6 separate regions of the Mus musculus genome follow, and all the other regions are linked to region 1. Evidence: chromatin contacts called from public HiCAR-type, HiChIP or PLAC-seq and Micro-C data. All regions are on one chromosome and are shown on one strand. The core of a region is the stretch at or near the end of the contact, and the rest is flanking DNA. Distances in the headings are between cores, read along the strand shown. Region 1 holds the start of Fam20c (family with sequence similarity 20, member C). Region 2 holds the start of Prkar1b (protein kinase, cAMP dependent regulatory, type I beta). Region 3 overlaps Prkar1b (protein kinase, cAMP dependent regulatory, type I beta). Region 4 holds the start of Zfp157 (zinc finger protein 157). Region 5 overlaps Prkar1b (protein kinase, cAMP dependent regulatory, type I beta). Region 6 has its middle 20 kb from the start of Pdgfa.

The links. A called contact is a pair of places that touch in the nucleus more often than the background predicts. HiCAR-type assays count read pairs that join an accessible place to other places. HiChIP or PLAC-seq counts read pairs in DNA pulled down with a chosen protein or histone mark.
Region 2: a contact with region 1 is called in an H3K4me3 HiChIP or PLAC-seq map of embryonic stem cells, with 22 read pairs. The contact joins the promoter of Prkar1b here to the promoter of Fam20c in region 1. A contact is called at or near these places in 5 of 115 datasets of contacts at active chromatin or transcription factors (embryonic forebrain, embryonic stem cells and forebrain) and 4 of 9 other capture datasets (adipose tissue, embryonic stem cells, liver and 1 more).
Region 3: a contact with region 1 is called in a HiCAR-type map of astrocytes, with 2.4 times the contacts expected there. The contact joins the enhancer-like site here to the promoter of Fam20c in region 1. A contact is called at or near these places in 9 of 39 promoter capture datasets (the 3T3-L1 cell line, HPC-7-derived erythroid cells, cranial neural crest and 5 more), 1 of 484 Hi-C or Micro-C datasets (the HL-1 cell line), 11 of 115 datasets of contacts at active chromatin or transcription factors (astrocytes, bone marrow-derived macrophages, cardiomyocytes and 4 more) and 1 of 9 other capture datasets (adipose tissue).
Region 4: a Micro-C map of embryonic stem cells shows a contact between it and region 1, with 2.7 times the contacts expected there. The contact joins the promoter of Zfp157 here to the promoter of Fam20c in region 1. A contact is called at or near these places in 4 of 39 promoter capture datasets (the 3T3-L1 cell line, hippocampal neurons, liver and 1 more), 2 of 484 Hi-C or Micro-C datasets (embryonic stem cells and neural progenitor cells), 3 of 115 datasets of contacts at active chromatin or transcription factors (astrocytes, bone marrow-derived dendritic cells and bone marrow-derived macrophages) and 1 of 9 other capture datasets (pancreatic islet).
Region 5: an H3K4me3 HiChIP or PLAC-seq map of bone marrow-derived macrophages shows a contact between it and region 1, with 2.9 times the contacts expected there. The contact joins the enhancer-like site here to the promoter of Fam20c in region 1. A contact is called at or near these places in 2 of 39 promoter capture datasets (frontonasal cranial neural crest and liver) and 3 of 115 datasets of contacts at active chromatin or transcription factors (astrocytes, bone marrow-derived macrophages and embryonic stem cells).
Region 6: a contact with region 1 is called in an H3K4me3 HiChIP or PLAC-seq map of bone marrow-derived macrophages, with 2.3 times the contacts expected there. The contact joins the enhancer-like site here to the promoter of Fam20c in region 1. A contact is called at or near these places in 4 of 39 promoter capture datasets (cranial neural crest, hematopoietic stem and progenitor cells, hippocampal neurons and 1 more), 3 of 115 datasets of contacts at active chromatin or transcription factors (bone marrow-derived macrophages, embryonic stem cells and pancreatic cancer cells) and 2 of 9 other capture datasets (adipose tissue and pancreatic islet).

The regions. Positions count from the first base shown.
Region 1 is chr5:138,753,643-138,756,427 of GRCm38.p6, forward strand. It overlaps Fam20c (family with sequence similarity 20, member C), which reads left to right and starts at 1,439. Exons shown (of 10, transcript NM_030565.6): 1 at 1,439-2,583. The coding sequence starts at 1,994.
Region 2 is chr5:139,128,374-139,131,158 of GRCm38.p6, forward strand. It overlaps Prkar1b (protein kinase, cAMP dependent regulatory, type I beta), which reads right to left and starts at 1,379. Exons shown (of 11, transcript NM_008923.3): 1 at 1,271-1,379.
Region 3 is chr5:139,098,384-139,101,168 of GRCm38.p6, forward strand. All of the region lies in intron 4 of Prkar1b (protein kinase, cAMP dependent regulatory, type I beta), which reads right to left. Among named protein-coding and RNA genes, the nearest start is that of Prkar1b, 30 kb to the right of the region's middle. Within about 2 kb of position 1,433, at least 70 of the 459 cell types and tissues checked have an H3K27ac peak or open chromatin away from gene starts, as enhancers often do. A contact at or near this core is called in the HL-1 cell line, astrocytes, hippocampal neurons and 1 more, where this site is marked.
Region 4 is chr5:138,440,119-138,442,903 of GRCm38.p6, forward strand. Zfp157 (zinc finger protein 157) reads left to right here and starts at 1,358. Exons shown (of 5, transcript NM_028130.3): 1 at 1,358-1,511. The coding sequence starts at 1,509.
Region 5 is chr5:139,059,402-139,062,186 of GRCm38.p6, forward strand. All of the region lies in intron 6 of Prkar1b (protein kinase, cAMP dependent regulatory, type I beta), which reads right to left. Among named protein-coding and RNA genes, the nearest start is that of Pdgfa, 66 kb to the left of the region's middle. Within about 2 kb of position 1,335, at least 40 of the 459 cell types and tissues checked have an H3K27ac peak or open chromatin away from gene starts, as enhancers often do. A contact at or near this core is called in bone marrow-derived macrophages, where this site is marked.
Region 6 is chr5:139,013,824-139,016,608 of GRCm38.p6, forward strand. No RefSeq gene overlaps it. Among named protein-coding and RNA genes, the nearest start is that of Pdgfa, 20 kb to the left of the region's middle. Within about 2 kb of position 1,443, at least 73 of the 459 cell types and tissues checked have an H3K27ac peak or open chromatin away from gene starts, as enhancers often do. A contact at or near this core is called in adipose tissue, bone marrow-derived macrophages and pancreatic cancer cells, where this site is marked.

The DNA of each region.
Region 1 (2,785 bases), core at 189-2,688:
GACTCTACCCTGATGACATTCGTCTCTCTCCAGAGGTCCCAGGTTGTGGGTGCTTCCGTCCTACTCCCACCTCAGGCCCACCATCTCCACACACAAACTCATTGTCTGTGTGAGTGGGAGGGCCGGATGAATGCAGAATGCCTCAGTTTTCATGATGTAAGCCATACCTTCTTGGGGAGTGCACCTCTATTAAGACCCCACCCACTGCACTCTTGGGTTTCCACTATGCTGCCCAACACAGGCATCAGCTCCTGTTACAGGAGTGTGGAACTCCACCCTCTCTTCCTTTCTAAAGGCCTAGGAGGCACCTTTGCTGACCAGCTAGCTGGCTGCGACTCTCTTCGTCCCTAACAAGCAGCTAGTGGGTGTCTACTGAACGTCAACTAACACAGACTTGTCGCTGAATCTTCAGAAAGAACATGAGTTGTGCACTTGATTCATAGAGAACTCGAGCTGAGAGCATTCCAGGGCCGGGGAGCACAGCCAAGAGAGCATGACAAAGAGGGGCTCCGTAGAGCACAGACTCCGCCCCTCAGTCCCTTACACAGCAGTTGGCTTGGGCTGCTGTGGAAATCTGCAGGTGCTTGAAGCCCTGAGGTCTGCTCAGCTTGTGGATCTGTGGCTGACCCTCTCACGCTTACCTTCCCAGAATTTTAGCAGAAATTCCCAGAGATTCCTACTTCCTACTAGGGGTTGGGGATCCAGAAGCCCTGTGGCCACAAATGAAGCCACGTGGTGAAAGCAGATCTCTTTTTACTGTGCACCCCGATTTAGCATCCCAGAGGGCAGGCAGCGAGACGCGCCCCGCCCACCGCCCGCGCATCCGCGCCACTCAGCCAGGCTCCGCGCGGCGCCGCCAGGGTTAAGGCGCAGGCGTGTCCCCTGGGGTGGGGTGGGCCCGGCAGCCTTGCCGAGCTTCTGGAGTCCCATCGGATCGGGGGCCCAACGCGCTCCTCCGCCGTTCTCTCCGCCGCGTGGCAACGTCGTCTCTTCGTCCTCCACCTAGTGGGCTGCGGGTACCCGAGGTGCCAGGACACCGCCCGGAGAGGAGCTTGTCCGGCCGCGCAGACGCCCCGCGGGCTTCGGGGAGGGACTTGGCCTGTTTTCTGGCCTCCACTCGCCGGGGAGGAGCTGTGCGGCTGCAACTGGCGGCGCGTGGAGCTTCAGGGACGCAGGCTACCAGGCCGAGAGCCGCGCGCACAGGGCCGAAGCCACCGCTGCCTGCGGGTTCCCAGCCGGGCCTCTCTGGCTCCCGGCTCAGCGCGGAGGAGGCGCGGCGACACCGCGGGGCGCGGCCAAGGGGGAGGAGAGAGGGGAGCGCGGGCTAGCGCCGGGCCGGCCGGGCCTCGCGGGGCCACGGCTCCGCCAATCTGCGGGCGCTGACGCGGGGGGCGGCTCCGGCGCGCTCGGATATCAGCGGGCCGGGCGCGGGGCGCCTGGAGCTAGGCGGTGCGGGCGCTGCGCTCCGGGTCGGCCTGCTGCACCTGCCAGATCGTCGCCTCTCCCTGCGCGCCCCCTCGCGCTCCCCTTCTCGCCTCTGTCTCTCCAGCCCGGTCTCCCAGCCTCAGCCTGACAGAACAGAGGAGCCGCTTTGTCGCCTGCCCAGGACCCGGCATGGCCCAGCGGGAGCACCGCGCTCTGGATCGGATCTGTCGCGCCTTGGACGGGATGAACAGCCGCGCCTTCTGCTTACACGCCCGCTGAGTGTGGTCGCCGTCCCGGAGACCCTCGTACGCCCCTGCGTTCCCTGTCACCACTGCCACCCGCTCCACCGACGAGGGCCGCTGGCCGCCCCCCGAAATGGCCTGGAGAGCTGGTGCTTTGGTGGCGGTTGTCCTTCACGACGTCCAAGTCTGGGGACAGCCCCCGAGCTGCTAGCTGCTAGTACACTGAATGGACCTTGACCCGCGGGTCGTTGCGGGCTTGGTGCCAAGCTGAGGGGCACCGGTGGAGCGCGCGTCCCGAACCCCCCAGCCCGCTGGCCTGCGCGGCCATGAAGATGATACTGGTGCGCAGGTTTCGCGTGCTCATCCTGGTAGTATTCCTACTGGCTTGCGCTTTGCACATTGCTGTTGACCTGCTACCCAAGCTGGACCGACGCGCCACGCGATCCTCCGGGGAGCCCGGTTGCTCCTGCGCTCAGCCGGCAGCAGAGGCAGCTGGTCCAGGCTGGGCCCAGGCAAGGAGCAGACCGGGGGAGTCCGCCGGTGGCGACGCAGGCTGGCCCAACAAACACACACTGCGCATCCTGCAAGACTTCAGCTCAGATCCAGCCTCTAACCTAACCTCCCACTCCTTGGAGAAGCTGCCTTCTGCAGCAGAGCCGGTGGATCACGCTCCGCGGGGTCAGGAGCCCCGTTCCCCGCCACCCCGTGACCCAGCGCATCGGCCGCTGCTTCGAGACCCGGGGCCCCGACCGCGGGTACCGCCCCCTGGCCCCAGCGGGGACGGATCGCTCTTAGCCAAGTTGTTTGAGCACCCTCTCTACCAGGGGGCTGTGCCTCCTCTGACAGAGGACGACGTCCTGTTTAATGTGAACAGCGACATCAGGTTTAACCCCAAGGCAGCAGAGAATCCTGACTGGTGAGCAGAGAAGAGGAGGTTTGGGGTGGGGCTAGCGCGTCCGACCCTTCGGGAATAAAGACACCCCACTAGAAAGCTATTTCACACGCCAGGCATTTTGTGTACCTTTGGGGGACCCTTAGAAGAGGCTGGTAGGGATCCCTGGTGGGCGGGGCAGATGTGCCTCTTGCCTTTGTCTTCACAATGATTCTAGGGAGAACGG
Region 2 (2,785 bases), core at 129-2,628, 370 kb after region 1:
TCCTTGGGGCAAGCTAGCTAGCTAGACTATCTGAATCGGTGAGCTATGAGTTCAGGGAGAAACTGTGCCTCACTGTATAAGGTGGAAAGTGGTCAAGGAATGCACCCAAGACCAACCACTGGCCTTCTACACACACACACACACACACACACACACACACACACACACAGAGAGAGAGAGAGAGAGAGAGAGAGAGAGAGAGAGAGAGAGAGACGCATGCACACAAAACATTTAATTAAAAAAATAACATAGGGCTGTACATCAGTGGAAGAGGGCCTCCCAGCATGTAAGGTTTATTGTTAATGATTAACTCCAGTGTGTATAACGCCAGAAGTCACGTTTGTCAAAGGGTTTTCTCTGATGAGTTAGTTCATCACTCAAAGGCTCAAACGCCTTCCTTACTTCGGAACAGGTTCCTTCAGGGATGAAAGAGATCAAGTATGATTTGCATACGGTTCTCTCTCCATTTCTGAGAAATTTCAGGTGGAATAAGTTGGGTGTTTGGCGCCCCCACTATGCAAACCATGATGCTTCATTTTTTTTTTCATCCACACTCTCCCCCCTTTTAAGGTTGATGTTGTCACGATCTAAGGCCCCAGCGCGGGTGGGTGGGGCGCGAGGGGGGTGCTGTCAAAGGATTGGGGTGGCTTGTTTCATGAGAAAGGCAAAGAGGGTAAAGAAAACAATGGAAGTGAGCTGAGGGGTGGGGGTGGGGGGCTTGGAAGACAGTAACAGAGGCCCGAAGGCTCTAGAAGGCTCTAGTGAGTGTCCTGCGCAGTGTTGAGTCACAACGTCCAGGTCATCGCCCCGCCCCACACTGATTGGAATCATCCAGCCTAGAGGCCTTGGGGTTGAGGGGACCCCATGGCGGATGAGGACGAGGAGGTACACCTAGCCTCAGAAGGATGGGGAATCACACACACACACACACATACCGTGACTCGGTCCCCAAACCCTGGGCCCACCAGAGGAGAGTTGGGGACGCCCCCAGATGGTGGTGAGTGCAAGGCGCCTCCAGACCCTGGTGGGTACAGGGGACCAACCCAACCCTGTCCTGAGAGCTTTTACAAAGGCCTGGTACCACCTTGGACGCCAACAGTTCTCCCCCCACCCCACCCCCGCCTCCACCCGCGTAGCCCCGCGGGGCTGATTGCGCCCCTCCCCAAATCCCTCGTGTCCCCGTGAGTCCCCCACCCCACCCCAGTTCCCGCTGACACCCAGCTCCAGATAGGGCCGGGTCCCTACACAGACCCCACCCCAGCCTGCGTACCTGTAGATGCGCGGTGCCCGAGGCCGGAGGAGGCTGCGCGAGGACGCGGGGACGCGGGGACGGCGAGCGGGTCCCCGCACTGCAGCGGCGCCGCCCTCCGCCCGCCCCCGCTGCGCGTCGCCGCCGGCCGCCAGGCCCCGCGCACCGCGCCCGCGCGGGTCGCCCACCGACCGCTGTCCTCCCCAGGGACCGCCCCACAGCTGTCTCTGAATGCCAGGGACACACCAGAGCTCTGTCGCGCAGGCCCCGCGTCCCCGCACACACACAGGTCCTGCCACCCGGACCTCCTACCACCCCATTCCTCTCTTCCTAAGCTAGCCCGACCTGGCTGGCGCCGCTCCTTCCGGGCCTAGATGCTCTCTCTGCTCAGGGCACAGTGGCACCGTGCTCTGTCTGAGCTGTCATTCTGAGTCTCATTCAGTGCCTGCCCACTCTAAAGCCGAGGCCTGTAGCAAAAATTAGCCACCACGCACGCATCCTGTCCTGCGCCATCTGCTCCTGTGGAAACAGAGTCCATCTTCTCCCAGTGATCTGAGCTGCAGGAGGAAGGATGAGACTCAAAGGTGCTGGAGAAGACATCTCCAATCTTCTGGCCTGTCTATATTCTCCAGTCCACCACGTATTCCCCCCACTCACCTGTCCTGACTCACCTGTGCTCACACCCTGTTCCCCAATCTGTTCTTCCATTCACCAGCTCCCCACTCGTCTATCTACACTGACCAGCTCCCTGAATTTGTTCCTCCACTCACCTGCCCACATTCCCTATCGTTCAGGGGTACCCCATTGCCCAGCTGCCTGATACCTCTTGCCACATTCACCAGCCCTCCTCCTCCTGACACACATGTCTCCACATGGCCACCAACCTGGCCTGTGCTCTCAGCAGGCAGGGCTGGCGGTGGCCCACACCTCTTCCTGCCAATGTGAAGGAAAACTGCTGTAAAAGGACTTGCTGCTTTGGAACAGGGCTCAGTTGATATCGTGCTTGCCTAGCATGCAGGAGCTCAGGGTCCCATCACCAGCAATGCACCAACATGGCAGCACACACCAGTGATCCCAGCACGTGGGGTGTAGCAACAGGAGCAGCGCATTGTCTGTATTGTATGTTTGCCTACAATAGCAAGTTTGAGGCCAGCCTAGGCTACATGAGGTTCTGTCTCGAATAAAATCAAATCTAGAATGAAATTAATAATAAAACAAAACAAGTATATGATAAAATAAACAAAAATAATAAAATAAAATAAAAAAAAGACACTGCTCAGCCGGGCATGGTGGTGCATGCCTTTAATCCCAGCACTTGGGAGGCAGAGGCAGGCATATTTCTGAGTTCAAGGTCAGCCTGGTCTACAGAGTGAGTTCCAGGACAGCCAGGGCTATACAGAGAAACCCTGTTTCAAAAAACCAAAAAAGAAGAAGAAGAAGAAGAAGAAGAAGAAGAAGAAGAAGAAGAAGAAGAAGAAGAAGAAGAAGAAGAAAAAGAAGAAGAAGAAGAAGAAGAAGAAGATGATGATGATGAAG
Region 3 (2,785 bases), core at 183-2,682, 340 kb after region 1:
ACATGAACAGTCCAGCCTCAGGAGAGATGCTAGGAGGCCCTTCAAGATAATGAACACCCTTTACAGGGCCATGGGGTTCAGGCCTCTCAGCCCAGCTATCTGGGACAGCAGAATGGAAAGCTTAAGTCTGCCAACAGACTACAGAGCCTACCTCCCGTACTTGGCAAGAACTTGTCTCAAAATTAAAATTAAACAAGGAAAAGTTATATTCCTCACACCTGCCTAGAATCCCCCAGTGAGAGGCCAGAGTATGGCTCAGCAGTAGAGTACTCATCTAACATGTACAAGGCCCTAGGTTCAATTCCCCGTGCTTCCAAATAAGAAAAAAAGGAAGGAAGGGAGGCAGGGAGGGAGAATGGAAGAGAGAGAGAGAGAAAAGATGATAGAACATGGAGCTAGTATCATTAAGGCAAGTTTCCAACTTCAGATTCCATTTCTTATCCAAGTCCCTGGATACAGCCAAAGACTCGCTAACCTTAGCCCAGGGCAAACCTGACTTCATGAAGAAGAAAACCGAATCTGATTCTGTAGGCCATTAAGCTTCTCTTCAAAATGAGGCTTCGTATTTTTACAAAAATGCTAATTTTGTTTTTCAACACTGCCTGGAAGGGAAGCACAGAGCCTCAAAGCCCTTGCCAGGCTGGAGAGAAGGAAGGGGGCCGAGAATGCGCCCAGCAGCGGGAGCCAGCTCCCCTGGCTGCATATGACTCGGCAGACAGCGTGTTTTTCCCATCACCTGAGGCCCAGAGCCAATTTGTGCAAAAACAAGCTGCAGAGATAGGCGGGTGGGAGGAAGTGAGACCACACAGATAACAGGAGACAGCTGTGGGAGCCAGGCTCAGGCCAGAGGCCGGGAGATTTTAATTAGAGCAGCAGAGAACCCAGCTACTGGGTGATGCACCTGGCAGCCCTTCTGTTGGCTCAGGTAATGAGGCCCCCAGCCGAGGGCCCAACACATGCCGCAAACACGCAATGCTTCCTAATTACCACACTGCTTGGCCCCTAGGGCTCAGTCATGCGCCCTCTTGGGGCACCCATCAAACACCTGGGAAGGAAAAGGATGGAGCCCCAAGAGTCTCCACCTCCTTCCCAGAGCATCCCAGGGCTTCTGAGTGCCCTGGGAGCTGTATTTTGAGGATGCTGGGACTCTAGCCAAGCAGTAACTGCCCTGCTTCAGTGGGAGGGGTGAGGGCCTGCTGGCCTCTGATGGAGACACTAACCAGAAGGGCATACTTGCTGCCACCTGGGGTACTTGCCAAGAGCATGTTGACTCTGCACAGAGGGGTCATGAAGGGGCAGGTGGTGGGGAAGTGACAACCTGGTTCAACCCCCAACTTGGACACTTGATGCTAGTTCCAGAACCAGGGACAAAAGCCTTCCCTAGACTGGGCCCTGGGGAGCTCTTTTGTATAGAACAGCCTCTGGAGACCTTCCTTCTGAGCGTGGGTGTCTCAAAGTCCACAGCAGCCTGCCAACTAACTGAGGCTCTCCTGAAGTGGTCTCATGGTGACACTGGCACTTCCTAAGTGCTGAGTCACAGTGGGGGACTGTGTGCAAGTGCATTTGGCAGCAGGTCCAGTCTCTGAGGAATGAAGAGAAGAGATAGGGAGAAGCCCACTGATAGTTGCTGCCTGGCCACCCAGCCAAAGGACAGAGGGAAGAATAGATGGAAGTGTCATGATGATGGCAATTATGGTGACAAGTGACAGTGGCAACGATGGGGCTGGAGAGATGATGGCTTAGCTGTTAAGGGTAAATACTGAAGCCAGGCACAGTGGTGCACACCTTTAATCTCAGCACTTGGTATGTTAAAAGAGGCAGGCAGATCTCTGAGTCTGATCTATAGAGCTAATTCCAGGACAGGGAGGGCTATACAAAGAAACCCTGTTTCAAAAAAAAAAAAAACAACACAGCAACAAAAAAGAACAAACACTGCTCTTACAGAGGACAAGAGTTCTACTCCCCAAACCCATGTTGTGGGGCTCACAATTGCCTCTGACTCCAGCTTACGAGGATCCAATGACTCCGACTTCCACAGGCACTCTCATGTACCCATGCCCATACTTACATAGATTCACTTAATTATAATTTACAAATTTAGAGATGGTGGTGCTGGTAACTGTGCTGATGCTGGCAATGGTAATGGGGAATGAAGGGGATGGTGGGGAATGAAGGAGATGGTGGGGATGAAGGGGATGAAGGGGATGGTGGGGATGATGGTGATGGTGGGATGATGGTGAGGACCGTATTAATGGAGTGCAATGGAGAGATGGTGATACTAATGCTGATGGTGATGACTCTAACAATCATACACATATGGGCTTTGCTGTATAGTAGGTCTTCTTACCCTCACTTGACATTGAAGCCCAGAGAATGTCATCACAGTCACAATGTACACAACTCTCTCCAAAGACATTTTAACACACCCGAAGTTGTATCTAAGTGATCATATACACAAGTGTGCTTGCACCATTATCTAGCTCAGGACCCCATCACCCACCAGGGCACATGGAAGTCACCTCAGGACACAAGGACCCCCACATACTGAGTGTTCTGAGGATGCTCCCAGCAGCAGGAGCCAGCTCTCTTGGCTGCACATATCCAGAATGCTCAGTGTTCTCATCCCTATGCAGGTGGTAGAGAGAAGATGACATGACCTGTCATCATGGAGACACGACAGGCTAGGATGCTGGCTCTGCTTCTGATGTGTGTTGTTGCCTTCGGCAGAGGACAAGAAAGGAAACTGAAGCCACAAGTTCAAACCTTGGGCAAAAGCCCAGAGAGC
Region 4 (2,785 bases), core at 108-2,607, 310 kb before region 1:
TTGCTGGAAGAAGTGTGCCACTAGCAATGAGCTTTGAGATTTCAGAGCCCAAGACAGACCCAGTGTCTCTCTCCCTGCTGTCTGCAGATCTGGATGTAGAACTCTCAGCTACTTCTCCAGCACATTTCTGTCTGTGTGCCACCATGCTCCTTACCTTGAGAGTCATAGACTAAATGGCCGAAACTGTAAGCAAGCCCCCGTTAAATGCTTTCTTTTTTAAAAGCCATTGCCTTGGTTATGGTGTCTCTTCACAGCAAAAGAACACTGACTGAGATAATATACCAAGCTATGCTTGAATGAATCTGATTTTTTTTTTTTGTTCTGTTGCTTTTGTTCAATCTGGGGAGAATAGAAGTTTGTTCAAAAATAATTAGTAAGGAATTTAAGAAACCACTACGAAGTAATCCTTGACAGCTATTGTCTTGGGGGACTGGAGTCATACTGAATTACTCTGGAAAGCATTTTAACCGTATTAATGCCTGGGTTCTAGATCCTGGACTCTGATTTCACTGGTTCTTTATTCCACTGGAAACCTTTGCTATGATGTCAGAAGTTACAATCACAAGTTCTATGGTTTGTGATGCCTGAACTATGCATGATATCCATGTATGCTGTGAGGCTTTGCCTAGCTAAAATCAAAGAACAAATTCAAGACATGATCCCTTGTTCGGCTACATTGTTACAAGAGAAAATGTATTCCTTGCATACACATCTGTATGAATGTCCCTAGCTTTCTTGGGAAGGTGACCTAATAACAGAGATTTGATTATTGTTTATGTTGGAAATAGAAAAAAAAAAAAAAGAAAGAAAGAAAGAAAGAAAGAAAGAAAGAAAGAAAGAAAGAAAGAAAGAAAGAAACCAGTAGGCCTCTGTTTGTGCTGGGATTAAAGACCAAGGAATGGAAATATTTTGCATGTATGTGGGATGCATTATACATGTTTTCAAATATTTCTTAAGGTAAACAATGAAAAGCATCCATAGCAGCATTGGTTTCCTAAATGGTAGTTTTTAAAATCAAATCCAAATGTTTGTTTTGATTGTTTTAAGTGAATACTTAAATTTGTTCTTGGAATACATAGGGCACGAACAATGTATATAGATTTATATACAATTCACACATTTTCAGATACTTTATTTACAAGGTTAAGTGAAAACAAAAAGGAAGGAGGTTCTGTCACAGGAAGCCCTGCCTTAATTTACCCATGAAAGCAAGGCCTTGTCAATTCTGGCTTCATCCACCCCTGGGTTGAAGCGTGAACTGTCACTCAGGGTGGACCTGAAGCGCTACCCTATCAGACACAATAGACTGAAGGCTACCCAATCAGACACACGGTCGGAAGGGAGGAGGCGGGCCTTGCGTACGTTGTTGCTGACCCCGCCATCTTGGCATCTGTGGCCGCTTTCTTCTCCCAGCTCTGTGTTCTGGATTGCACCTAGTGTCTGTCGCCGTGTGACTCGCTGGTACCTGGACACCCAGCGCGAGGCGGGGCGCTCACCTGAGTCCCGAAATGGTGCGTTTACCCACGACAAGGCCCCTAGCCCCGCGTCCCGCATCGGGGTCGCTTGTGCCCCTGCTGCCTGCGCTGTGGCCAGGCTGAGCTGGCTGCTGCAGCTCGGGGGTCTTGTCGCGTCCGCGTGATTCCCATGACCAGGGCTGCTATGGATGCCTCCTAGGTGGGGACACCGGGACTGCGGGACTTATGACTGCCCAAGCGCGGCCGGGAGTTTGTCGGCCGCCTCCAGATCTGGTAGGACTTTGACCAGCATGGGGGATTGCTGCCTTCTTGGTCTCTGGGCCCTCAAGGCCATCGGCCTCCCCAGGATTTTTCTGCAGCCGGCGCCCCGCCCCGTCTCTTCATCTTGCATCTCCACGTTTGTCCCTGGCTTCTCAAGTCACAATCTTGTGATGTTTCTATCTCAGAACCTCTATGGAAGCCCGTGAGCATGACCTTCCCCGCCCACTTCCTCACCTCTCAACCCATCTCAGCCCATCACGTTTTGTTCATGAGCCCGGTCCTTCAAGTCCCGGGAGTCCCTGAGTGACCCGGAGTAGGTACTTCTTCTCCTCTCTGCTGTTTCCTTCACTCTCCCTCTGTCTTCTGCCTCTGGCTCTCTATTTCTAGGGATGGAGTCTAGGAATTCATTTATGCAAGGTAGTGCTCTGCCCTAAGCCAGTTAGTTACTTGTCCTTTTTTTTTTCCTTTCACGATTTTAGCATTTATATATTAATGGTACACCGTAGTGACTTTCATTTCATTACATCTTATATCTATGTGTAATGTTGTATTTTCTTCTACCTAACCTCTGTTATCCTCCCGGTCCTTTTCCTACTCCCTCAGATTCTCTTCCTCTTTTCCAGTACTTCCCCTTAGTATTAGTTTTTTTTTTTTTTTTAAATGACCCCCCCGACTTCTACATAGGAAGAAGGTTAGTTACAGGAGCATGGGCCCCACCATTGTCTATACTACTATACTACGGAATAAAGAGGCTCTCCTGAGCCTCTCCCTATGCAACCATTAACTGCCTATACATCCTCAAGGAGAAATGGGGCCTTGTGAGCCTCTTCCTGTTCTTCACAATTTCACTTCATTTACAGATTTTTATTTATGTGTTTTTTAGCTTCCTAATTTTTTTACAGTTTGTTTGCTTATTTATTTATTTATTTTAGACATAGTTTTAACTGCAGCACGAGTTGGCTTTGAACTTAACCATTCTCCTCCCTGAGCTGGGAACACAGGCCAACCTTTCGTACTTGTTGGCAGGAGCCCAGGTCCTAGTTGTCCTT
Region 5 (2,785 bases), core at 85-2,584, 310 kb after region 1:
CAGAAGCCACATGAGCTCCCAGGTTACGGCAGTGGGAGTGTCTAGTCTTCTGTTGTCACTAAGGTCAGCATTTATCAACACTCCACTGCAGACAAGAGGAGCAGGGCCTGGAGGGTATTGAAGGATGAATAAGAGTTTGCAAGGCAGAGGAGCAAAGCTACGAGCAGAGAATTCCGGGGAAGCCCAGCCCTGAGGTGTAAGCTGCTGGTCACTAATTTCCTGTTGATCGCCCATCATCCACCCCATGAAGTGACCACAGCACCCCCAGGGCAGATCCGTGTTGACTATTCCCAGGGGTCCAATGGGAGCTGGCAATGCCACTGGAGATCAAGAGTTAGCAGGCTGGAAGGAGAAGACAGAGCAATGAGCGGTGGGTTTAGGGCCAGGAATGGGCAACAACCCAGGCTCACAGCTTGGGAGAGGAGCTATGGGTACAAACTATGGGGGTTTGGTAGAATATTTGCCTGACCTGCAAGAAACCCCAGATTACATTCCCAGCATGGTATAAACCAATGCTGTCATCTCAAGTCTCAGGAGATGGAGGCAGGAGGCTTGACAGTTAAGGATCATCCTTGGCTACATAATGAGTTTAGGCTAGCCTGAGCTACATGAGACCTTATTTTTTATTTTATTTTATTTTATTTTATTTTATTTTATTTTATTTTATTTTGGGTTTCTCTGTGGAGCCCTGACTGGAACTCACTCTGTAGACTAGACTGACCTTGAACTCAGAGATCTGCCTGCCTTTGCCTACAAGTGCTAGGATTAAAGGCATGTGCCACTACGACCTGGCAACCCCCATCTTTAAAAACAAAAAAACAAACAACAACAAAAACCCCCAAACAACCATAAAGCAAAAATTAAAAATGAGTTACCCATGCCTCCCACCAATATCAATCCATCAAAGCAACTTCCAACAGAGAGAGCAGCGGTCCTTGGGACCCACTTATACAAGCTACTAGGGGCAAAGGCCTTCTCCCCTCCCTACCATAGGCCAGTAACCAAGTTGTTTTCTGAGCTGGGTTCTTCATGGATGTTTGTTTTAACCTGAAGCTAGGGCACAGCAGAGCCTAACTAACATCAGAACCTCTTTTTAATCGTCTGCCTCATGCTTCCTCTTGAGTGAGTAGCCCAAGGGATCACGACCTCCCAACTCAGTTTCCTTGTTTGGGGAGACAGGAGGCCCTGCCTCCCCTGAGACCCAGACCAGGGGTTGAGCTGTCAGATTCACGGGGTCAGCTTTGCGTGTGCCCCACTCGGGACGCCTGAGTGACTCACTTCCTATGTGGTGTCTCCGGAAGCAGGTGGGCCAGTGCGGTTCCCAGAAATGCATTGTGGGACAAAGTTGGGCTGCTGGGGAAATCAGAAAAGGATTTTCCCAGAAATAGCCTGGCTGGACATAGACTTAGGAGCAGAGGCCAGGCCCAAAATAGCTCACCTAACCCCAGGGCACCAGGCAGGGTGTGGTCGAGACACCTCCGAGGCAAGGAGGGCACAGCAAGTCCCCTCGGACAGGTGGAGCATAAGCTATGGCTAATTAGAAGGTGAGGCTAAGCTGAGCCACAGCCCAGCAATGACCCTGGGGCTGGCCTAGGAACTGACCCACAACGCTGAGGACCCTGAAATGTCCTGGGCAGACTCTGTCCCTGCCCTCTGTTCCATCTAGAGACAGAATTCAAGAAATGGATCACAGAAAGTAGCCCCAAATAAGCAATTGATCAGGGCAGGGCATGTGGCACACCTGCTGATACCACCCCGAAGAGCTGACATAGATTACAACACTAAAGGAGAAGCAGATACTCAGAGTGACAGCAAGAGCAAGTGAGGGGACACCCATCAGGACGATACCAGCCCAGGCCCAGGGGCAGTCCATCAGTAGGTCAGACTCCCGCAGGCAAGAGGAGGTCCCAGACTGACTCAGAGATCAGTGTCATCACACTGCTTGGGAGGAGGATGTAAGAAAGTAACCATGGGCTCCCTATGTCAGAAGGGACAAAGACATAGAGGATTTGGATAGAAAACAGACCCCGAGCTCAGGGAAACATGTTCTGACAACAGGAGCCAGACAAGGGGACATAAGTGCCATCCCAATCAGAGAACTCTGGGGGGCGGAGGGGGGGGGCTTGGGCAGGGGTGGCCATGGAGGTAGAAGGAGGGAGGGCCAGCTGAAAGCATGAGGAGGGGTCTCTAGAGGGCATGCTTCTAACATTACAGTGAGAGTGTGGGAGAGTAGGGGATGCTCTATAAACACGTGAGCTCTTTGTTCTGACAGTCCCTTGGTGAAGCTTGGGTGCATGCTGGCACAAAAGCTGACAGTCACCCCATGTCACATCAGTACCTCTAGGGTCTACAAACATGGAAGCTACTGCCCATGTGGTAATCGCGAACATCCACTGTAAGCCCCCAGAGTTTGCAGGCTAAACTAGCTTGCTAGTCAAAGAGAACATCTTAGGCTGCTTTCCACGCAGACGCTCTGTGAAAGCAAAAAAAGAACCCCACTGGGCCTGCACCTGCCAGACACAGCTCTCTTTCCAAACTGGGCTTTTATAGTCTTATACTATCATTTAGACGAAATGCTTTCTTGATCTTGAATAAGACAATTGAAATAAGGCTGGGGGCAGGGTGTGGCTCAGCACTGAAGCTCCTGCCTAGACTCCCCCAGGGAGGGGCTGGGGGCATGGCTCAGTGGTGGAGCCACTGCCTAGACTCCCCCAGGGAGGGTCTGGGGGCGTGGCTCAGTGGTAGAGCCCCTGCCTAGAATCCCCCAGTGAGGGGCTGGGGGCGT
Region 6 (2,785 bases), core at 193-2,692, 260 kb after region 1:
TCTAGGTGGCCACATATCAGGGCTACATACAACCCAAGCCATGTGCCAGCAAGAAAGTAGCCAATCTGTGTCTACCAACTGTGGGTACTACAGCTGATGTGCTTGTCATTATGCATGATCAGATGTGATGTTCTATGCCATGATAACTTTGAGCCTGTGAGCTTCTTTTGCTGAGTTAACACACCTTATCCACAATCCCATGCCCTGCTAAAACCAGGCCTTCGAGGCAAATACTCCTCCCCGTTCATGGTGAGATCATCGAAGCTCTGAGAAGTTAAGCAACTTGCCTTTTGCCAAACAGATAATAAAAACTAGGAGCAAGGCTTGATATCACACATCTGCAATCCCAACACCTGGGAGGCTGAGAGGGGAGGATCTCAAGTCTAGACTACACAGTGGCACTGCTAAAGAAGGAAAAGGGGGGAGGGAGGGAGAAGCCATGTTGGGGCATAAATGTAATCCCAGTGCTAGAAAAGTGGAAGATACCTGGGCCTCCATGGCCAGCCAGCCAACCTAGCCTACTTGACAAATTCCAGACCAGTGAGAGATTCTATCTCAAACAAGAGCAATGGTGTTGGGGAGGTGGTTCATTGGGTAAAGTGCTTGATGCACAGACACGAGAACCCAAGTTAGTCCCCAGCACCCATGCAAAAAGCCAGGTGTGGCACTGTGTAGCTGTGATCCTAGCACTGGGCAGCAGAAATAGGGAGGTTCCAGGGACTTGATGGCCAGCTAGCCTAGTAAAAAGGGGGACATGGTTGGAGGAGGTGTATGCACACACATGCGCCCACACGCGCGTGCATATACATTTGTATGGGATTTTTTTGTTTGTTTTTGTTTTTGAGACAGTATCTCACTATGTAGGTAACCCTGGCTGTCCTGGAATTTGCTTTGTAGACCAAGCTGGCCTCATACTCACAGAGATCCCCCTGCCTTGGCCTCCTGAGTGCTAGGATTAAAGACATACACCACCACTCCCAGCTTACATTTGTTTTTATTTTTACTTTAATTTTTAAAGACAGTATAACACTGTTACCCATACTAGCCTCTTAGTCTATGGGCACAGACAGGACACAGACAGGATGAAGCAGGATCATTACCAACCAACTGGAGCTGGAGATGGTGGAGGAGGCCTCAGGCACCAGCTTCCCAATGTGGTGACATCACAGAGGCAAGTGCAGCTAGAAAGCAGCCAGGCTGGGTCAATGAAGACTTCCTGGCAGGACCAGGGCCAGCTGATCTCAGAGGAAGTAAACTAACTGAAAGTAGGGGTGGGGGGAGCAGAAGGGGACACTAAATCTAAAGCTAGGACCAGGGTACTCTGGATGTGAAGTCACCCAGCCCCAGTCTTGCAGGAGGCTGCTGCTTGTCTCCCCAGAATACAGCCAGGGGGCCTGACCTCAACATGAGTCACCCGCCAGCCCAGCTGATTCAGCGGAACTGGGGGAGTGAGGCTGGGACTGTCCATGGACTGAAATGGCCAGCCAAGGTCAGTACTGTCCACTGTCTGGAAGGGCCAGCCAAGGCCATCAGACCAGCAGGGCTGAGCCCCACCTGCTGGCACCCAGCCACAACAGACTTCTGTCTTCATAGTCAGAAAACCCGGGCCTCAAGGAAATGGTTTTGGCAGGGAAGGTGGCTTATGGCTGAGGACTCATAGAAAGGGCTTGGGATGTGGGAAAGAACCAAGGGTGAATGAAAAGTGAACTCGTGTGAATTCATGGATAGGTGAAAAGTGAGCTGAGGAGAATAATAATTCGATGATGGAAGGCTCCCATAATCTGCCCTGCTCTCAAGGCAAGCAAACTGCCCACCACAGCTGGCAAAGGACAGAGACCATAATGAAATGGAGATGTGTTCTCTATCCCAGTTCCCACTTGTACCCATAAGAAATTTGCCCAGTGGCACCAGCCAATCTCTTCCCTCTCAAGGTTTAGTCAGTAGGGTATCAGACATGGGTATGAGGCTGGGGCTGGGCCCTATCTATTTGACTATGCCTAGGACACCTCTAACAAACAGAGGTCTGGCCAACACAGCCCTCCATTTGCACTGACAATGTAGAAATGAAACTAGTTGAACTGAAGCAGGAGGATTTCATGAGCTGGACACCAGTAAGAGCGCTATAGTGAGACTTTGTCTCAAAATTGATAGATGAGAGAGAGAGAGAGAGAGAGAGAGAGAGAGAGAGAGAGAGAGAGAGAGAGAGAGAGAGAGAGAGAGAATGAGGGGAGGGGGAGAGGGAGAGGGAAAGGGAAAGGGAGAAGAAGAGGGGAAGATATTATAGACTTTGGTTTGGATATATGGAGTTACAGAAAGTAGAAGAGTAGGGGTGGGGATGGGGAGTTCATATCTAATGTGTGCAATTTGGAGTAGGAAGATGACCATCTGTAGAAGGGTGTAGTGATAGCTTCAATATACTGTGCATGCAGATAGTAACAAAACACTTGCCATTTTGACTTTATTTGCTTGCTTCTACAAGGATATTGAGCCCACATAAGGCACATGCTTGGCAGCTATTCTACCACAGAGCCATGTCCCCTGCCCCTCACTAGGGGATTCTAGGCATAGACTCTACCACTGAACCACACTCCAGCCGCTCACTGGGGGATTCTTTTTTCTTTTCTTTCTTCTTCTTTTTTTTTTTTTTTTCAAGACAGGGTTTCTCTGTTGTAGCCTTGGCTGTCCTGGAACTCACTCTGTAGACCAGGCTGACCTCGAACTCAGAAATCCACTTGTCTCTGCCTTCCAAGTGCTGGGATTAAAGGTGTGTGCCACCACCACCCAG